2 separate regions of the Sus scrofa genome follow, and region 2 is linked to region 1. The links are chromatin contacts, called in public HiChIP or PLAC-seq maps. All regions are on one chromosome and are shown on one strand. The core of a region is the stretch at or near the end of the contact, and the rest is flanking DNA. Distances in the headings are between cores, read along the strand shown.

The links. HiChIP or PLAC-seq counts read pairs in DNA pulled down with a chosen protein or histone mark.
Region 2: a contact with region 1 is called in an H3K27ac HiChIP or PLAC-seq map of alveolar macrophages. The contact joins two enhancer-like sites. A contact is called at or near these places in 2 of 2 datasets of contacts at active chromatin or transcription factors (alveolar macrophages and skeletal muscle).

The regions. Positions count from the first base shown.
Region 1 is chr15:55,312,645-55,315,885 of Sscrofa11.1, reverse strand. No RefSeq gene overlaps it. Among named protein-coding and RNA genes, the nearest start is that of DUSP4, 180 kb to the left of the region's middle. Within about 2 kb of position 1,800, at least 5 of the 83 cell types and tissues checked have an H3K27ac peak or open chromatin away from gene starts, as enhancers often do. A contact at or near this core is called in alveolar macrophages, where this site is marked.
Region 2 is chr15:55,470,234-55,473,474 of Sscrofa11.1, reverse strand. No RefSeq gene overlaps it. Among named protein-coding and RNA genes, the nearest start is that of DUSP4, 19 kb to the left of the region's middle. Within about 2 kb of position 1,749, at least 55 of the 83 cell types and tissues checked have an H3K27ac peak or open chromatin away from gene starts, as enhancers often do. A contact at or near this core is called in alveolar macrophages, where this site is marked.

The DNA.
Region 1 (3,241 bases), core at 551-3,050:
AAATGGGAATCAGGCTCCTGGCATAGCGGCCACTAGCTGGCATTCTGGGCGTTACTTGACATCTCGGGGTCCCTTCCAGCTCCGTGCCTGGCGTGTCCTGAGTGCCCCACCATGCTGTGTTATCATGCCTATTGACCCTCCAGTCGCTCCGTGGCAAAGCGAGGGCTCCGCTTTGTGAAGAGGCTGTGCCATCCTGCCCAGGAGAGCCAGAGTATTCCCCAACTATACCTGGGCCCGGGCTGAGGGTTTACTCCTGGACAGGTCACACCAGAGCTCTGGTGGCCTTTATACCTCTCATGTGACTGTGACTCCTGCATCATCTTTATGTAATTTTGTGGGGCCATGCCAACATAGAAGGCTGTGTTAGACTGTTCTCCCTTAGTTATGGATCTTCTTAACACTACCCACTGTGGGAACACACACAAGGCATCATGGGACAGAGACCACTGGGACGTTCTGGGTGTTGTGAAGGGGGCTGGGGGAGTACACAGAAGGACCCTCATCCCGTCCCATATCCTCAGGGGTCAGTCAGGCTGCCACATCCTCCTTGTCTTGGCTTGTCCCAGTCACCCCCCCACACAACATGGACCCCTCCCTTCCTCTCCCAGGCCCTCCCCAGGCACTCATCCTACACCAGACTCTCTCCTTCTCCACTAAGGCTTTGGCTGTGGCTCCCTCATTCTGAGGGGGTATGAGTCTCCCCCCCCCACAACAAAAGCTTCCCCTCTGCTCCTCACTCCAGCCCCACCAGACTTTAGGGGCATGAGGGGGTTGGAGGGGCTGGAGCCAAGGTAACAGCAGGTGAGTCATCTCCCCAGGTGGAGGTGGGGAGAGAAGCATGGGTGGATGTGCTGGTAGGAGAAAAATGACATTCAAGCAAAGAGTACAGCTGAATCAAGCATTAGTCAGTGAACCCAGGGGAGAAGGACACCCTCTCTGAGAGGGGAGCGTGTGAAGGGGGTGGCGGAGGTTTGCACAGGGAGGAGGTCTGAGAGAACAGTGGGACCTATTGCCTCCGGGGGCCATTTATTACATATAGTCTTGGGGTAAACTCTGGGGCATTTAGAGTCCTGGAAGATCATCCATCTGCATGAGTGAGGGCCTATTATGTGGGTGACTCCGTGTGCACTACCCTATGGCCACTTTCTGGTACTGTTGCCTTTGAAAAGAATTCATGGGAAGAGGCTCGGATCTGCAGCTGGGGAGGGGAGTAGTATTAGCCTTTATGATCTAAGGAGCATCTGTTTTTCTGGAACCTTTTTCAAAAAGAGTGTAAGTGCTCTCTGTGTCTAAAATGGGCTGGGCCAGTCTGAAGGATGAAGTCGCACCAATGGCTCTGGTACGGCCCTTGAGCATCTGCGGAAGCTCAGAGTGGAATTGGAGGCCTCTCAGTTTGTCATGTGAGGACAGGAGGACATCATCCTGAGGGGCCAAGGTTGCAGTCCTCACAAGAAAGTTGTGGTGAGTTAGCGCTCCTCTATTCCCTTGAATCCCCTTTTGCTGCTTTTGCAAGACACTTGGTTTCTCGCCTCATTACCTTCTTCCCCCAGACTGGCTCCCTCAGTCTGGCACTGACCATCCACATTTTGGTCATATGTACTGTCCCTCTCTGGTCTCTGAGGTCACAGACCCTGAATCACCCCTGGATTTAGTAAACTCACTGAGCTCATTTCCTAAAAGCCCTGCCTCTTCCCAATTCCATCTCTCTTTTGTCAGCCTCCCTTCTTCTGCATTCTACTGCCCTCAGACAGCTCTGGGCCTTCACAGCATCACATCTGCTCTCCATGCTGTGGGTTTGCAGCCGGCATCCCCAAGTGGTGCCTGAATGATGAAATACTGGATGGGGACAAGACTTTGCCACTGGACATGTGGCAAAGTCTGCTACCCATGCACCAAAAACCCACTTTCTCTCCCCTGGGAACTTGGCTGGCACACACGTACAAGCCTCCCACGTATTTAAATGTTGCAAATCACTGAATTCTAGGCAGAGGAATAAGAGTAAGATGACCAACACTCTAAAAAGAGAAGCAGCTAGGCGTTCCCATTGTGGCTCAGTGGGTTAAGAGCCTGACATAGTGTCCATGAGAATATGGGTTCGATCCCTGGCCTCGATCAGTGGTTTAAGGATCCGGCATTGCCATGAGCTGTGGTGTAGGTCGCAGATGAGGCTTGGATCTGGTGTGGCTGTGGCTGTGGTTTAGGCCGGCAGCTGCAGCTCTGATACAACCCCTAGCCTGGGAAATTCCATATTCCGTGGGTGCGGCCCTAAAAAGACAAAAAAAAAAAAAAAAAAAAAAAAAAAAAGAAGAAGAAAAAAAAAAAAAAAAAAAAAAAAAAAAAAAAAGAAGAAGAAGAAGAAGAAGAGAAAGAGGAGAACCAGTTAGAAGGAGACAACAAGAAGTCTTAGTTGATAGCAGTATTGGGAATGCCACGGGGCTGGGTCCCTGAATTACTGTGAGGAGGAAAGTCAAGACCAATGAGGTTGAACTTCTCTCTACATTAGCAAGACACAAGCTTGTGAAAGTATCTGGGTCAACAAAACCCATTTCAAGTCCCAAGCCCTTTACCTGATTTTTAGGGTCTCCCTTAGATGTCCCTTTCCGTATCTGGCTTCATTTCCCACTGCTGCCACCCCTGCCCTCTCTGCTCTGGTCATCATGGTCCCTGGCCGCCCTCAGCACACCCACTCCTGCCTGCCTGCCCGGGGCCTGCCGCTCCTCCTGCCCTCTGCCTCCTTCCCTTGGCTGACCTCACTCTCTAGTTCTTCTAGGAAGAGCCTTGGATCATCCCACACTCAGCTCTCCCTTCCCTGAACGAATAGGCTGGTCTTTGCTTCACAGGTGCCAGGTTTCCTTTCATAGGCAAGAACTGTCTTGGTGTTTACACCTCAGTGTTGGGTATAGAATAGGTGTTAAATGCATTTTTTGTGAATTGATTGTAGTCTAGGGTCCTCAGACTTTATTCCTCGACATGAATAACGTGAACCTCTGCAGCCATAAGGCCTTGGAGAACTCCCCTACTCAGGGGGAGGAGGATAGAGTGGGCAGAACTCGGCATCTCCTTGAAAAGCACTGCTTTAGACTGAAAAGAGATAGGTCTCAAGTAGGAAGCGACTCAGATATTGCCAACCAGCCCGTCTGGCTCTCCTTTCTTTAAAGTGGACTTGGCACAGGCATCTGCTTCATAGACTTGCTGTGAGAATTAAATAAATAGTACGTAGGAAGCATTGGGAATCTGACAG
Region 2 (3,241 bases), core at 500-2,999, 160 kb before region 1:
ACTCTTGTAGGGGACAGGATCTAATTTGTATTCGGGTAAGATACCTCTAGGGTTTTAGGAGGAGAGCCTGGAGGCAGAGAGACCTCAAGGAGGTTTGCAGAAAACCAGGCAAGAAAGAGAGGGGCCCAGATTAAGGCAATGCCCTGAGAAAGCGCAGGAGGAGAAAGATAAGGCGAAAGCCACAGAATGCAGCAATGGCCCTCGACTGGGGGGAGGGAGGCATAAATGACTCAAAGTTTGTGGCTCGAACTGGGCAGATGGGTTGATGAAGCTTTTTGTCTCCATGGTACCTAACACATCACAGATTCGTGAAAAATATTCCTTGGTTGTTTGAACTTAAATATGAAAAAACTAGGAGTTCCCTTGTGGGGCCAGGGGTTAAGGATCAGCATTGTGCTGTGGCACGAGTTTGATCCTCTGCCAGGGAACTTCTGCATGCTGTGAGTGCAGACCAAAAAAAGGAGAAAAACCTAAAGGAGAGTTTTAAAATCAGTTTATAGGAAATCAAAATCAGGCTCTACCCCCATCCACATACACACACACATACATACATGATGTCTGAATTCACAGAGACTATGGGTGGGTGTTGAATGTAACCAGCAAACACGAGAGGCCCTACATTGAGCTGGGCACGCACCATCCCTGTGAGGGGCAGCAAGAACCACATTGGATGAGTAACCCTAACCATAGTGAGTCACAAAAACCTACTGATACTAAGCGTTATCTTGTGTGATTCAGACACTGCAGGAATATGAAGAAAAAGACCCTCTGGCACGTCCTGTTAGGCCCTGGAGGGTAGGCAGGATTAGGACAGGGGTGATAATTAACCATAAATATTTATCAAGCAGTTGCTGTTGCCAGGAGCTCTACTAACCCAGTGAGTCCTCACCACAGCCCTGGCCTTTGCCTTTGTGGTGGGTACTGTAACTCTGCCCAATTTACAGATGAGGACAGTGCAAGCTGTACCCTCCCCCCCTCAGGAAGCTGCTGGCGGCTCCCTGCCGGGGATGACTCCAGTGGCTGGCTCCAGAGGTCTGCTCTTGATGCTTCTCCTTACTGCTCCCTGGTGTACAGCTGGAGGGGGCCAAAGAGAGCACACTGGGGGGGAATGTGCTCAGGAGCGAGTTTGGGGTGCAGTGAGCCTTCTTGGCTGGCCCAGAGGAGCTGCCTGGAGCCAAGCAGAAGGGGAGCTTTCTGGGCTGCTGGGGGGACAGCTTGGACCGCAGCTGTCCCGGTCCTGGAGAGCCGACCACTTCCCTGAGCACAGAAACCAGGGAGGAAGCAGAGAGAGGGGGCTGGAGTTTGAACCATCAAGCAGACCCCAAACACCAGGGGGGATGAGTGATAGCGGGCTTGGCAAACCGAAGGATGGGATCAGCCCCTGCAAAGGGCGTCTCCAAGGAGACCCAGGAGGTTTAGGGCCCCCGACAGCCGGCAGGTGGAGCGGGGGCTTCCTTTCGGTGCGGCGCGGGGTGGGGCCGGTGGTGGAAGGCGGGTGCTGAGCTAAATGAGTTGGTCTCCCAAGCTCAGCGAAAGAAGCTTTCTCCGTCCTTTTCATCTTGCCCTCTGGAGCTGCCGGAAGAAAAGCGCCCAGGAGTGGTGCCCCGTGCAGCGGGGCTTAGACCCCCGCCTCCGGCTCTTACATAATAACCCTCGTGCTCTCCTTCCGGCAGGCTCGCTTCAGCCCAGGGCTCATGTGCGTCTGTTTGTGTGTTTCTGGCGCGAGTCACTGCCCAGAGGGGCCACCAGCTCGCGTCATGGCCTCTTCAGCTCAGCGCCAAAGGCGGAGCTCCTGACTCATCCCGGCTGAGCCTTCAGAGCAGCCGGCCATCCGCCTGGCCCCGTCGCTCCACCGTCTCTGGCCCCGTCGCTCCACCGTCTCCGATGACTTTTCTAGATCTTCTCCACAGGCAGGCCCGGACACTGGGGGAGAGGATCCCAGACTAGTTTTGCAAAGAAGGCGACACAGTGTTACCCATTCGAGCTACAAATACTTCCTGCCCCCCAAATGGGCCAGGTGCTGCTCTAGGTGGTGCCTGCTGAGCAATTAACAAAACAGACTAGAAACTCTGCACACCAGGGGTTCCCATTTTAGCAGATGAATGAGTGAGGTTAACCAGATTCTTAAGAATTCTAGCCTTAAGCTGATGTTGGCCCACTGGACAGTCCATCATCCTGTGTCCTGTGGTCTCCGCCTCTGCCTCCTGCTCCTGATCACCTTGGGAGTGGGCCCAGATTCAGAACCCTAGGCCTCTTCTACCCCCATGAGCCCCTATCACAGCCTCCAGGAGGCACAGAAAACCTCCCCAACGGCCTGACCAGGTAGAGACAGCGGTGACATCCCAGTAATTGCTCAGGGAAAATTTCCCTCACCTTCAGTTTAGGTTAATCCAAACTGGGGGTGTCCTGGGAAACTCATGTACATGAGCATAACTTGGCTGGTGGCTTTGGGGAAAGGTATATTATGGAATCCACGTTATCCGCTTCCTCTGCTTACAATTTGAGGTCCAAGCTAGGAGACTGCAGGGCAGGGGACTTGGGGGAAGCCAAGATGTACCGTGTGCAATGATGCTCTGCCACATCCTTTTACCTGGAAACTGCCCTGCGGCACATGAGGACTGTGGAACCGGCTGGACATCTCACCTGCCCAGTATTTCCTCTTTCTTTGGGGGAACTAAGCTTCCCCTCAATCGTGGTGGGACTGTCAGTCAAGCTGCCTGCCTGTGATGGACACACCAGGTGGCCTCTCAGACTCTCTTTATCTTGACCAGATAGGAGACCAGCTCCTTAGATCTGTCCCCCTGGGCCTGTCAGTGTGATTCTGCTACTCACATCCCAGATGGCCCTGATTCCTGTCCTTTTCCTGCTTGGTTATTCAATTCTCTCTCCTATTCTGGGAACGACCCTGTATCTCCCAAAACTTTCACTTTCTTGCCTACATTATCCAGAGTCATTTTCTATTGCTGGCAACCTTAGAACCCTTGGTTATAGGAAGGTAATCTGCAGCTTGTTCCTAGACCTGATCCTGCACAGGGAGAGCCTGACATGGAAACAGTCAGGCTCATGGGGACCTCAGAACCTTGCTTTCCCCGGTGGTGGCAGAGAGAGGAGGGTGCTGCTAGCAGAGCCACTCAGCCAGACTGCGATGTCTGTCAGGTAGCTGGCCTGCCCCTACCTCTCTGCTGTGTTCCCAACATGGCCGTGAAGAAGATGCCCTTATATTTTGGACTGTGGTTTCCAG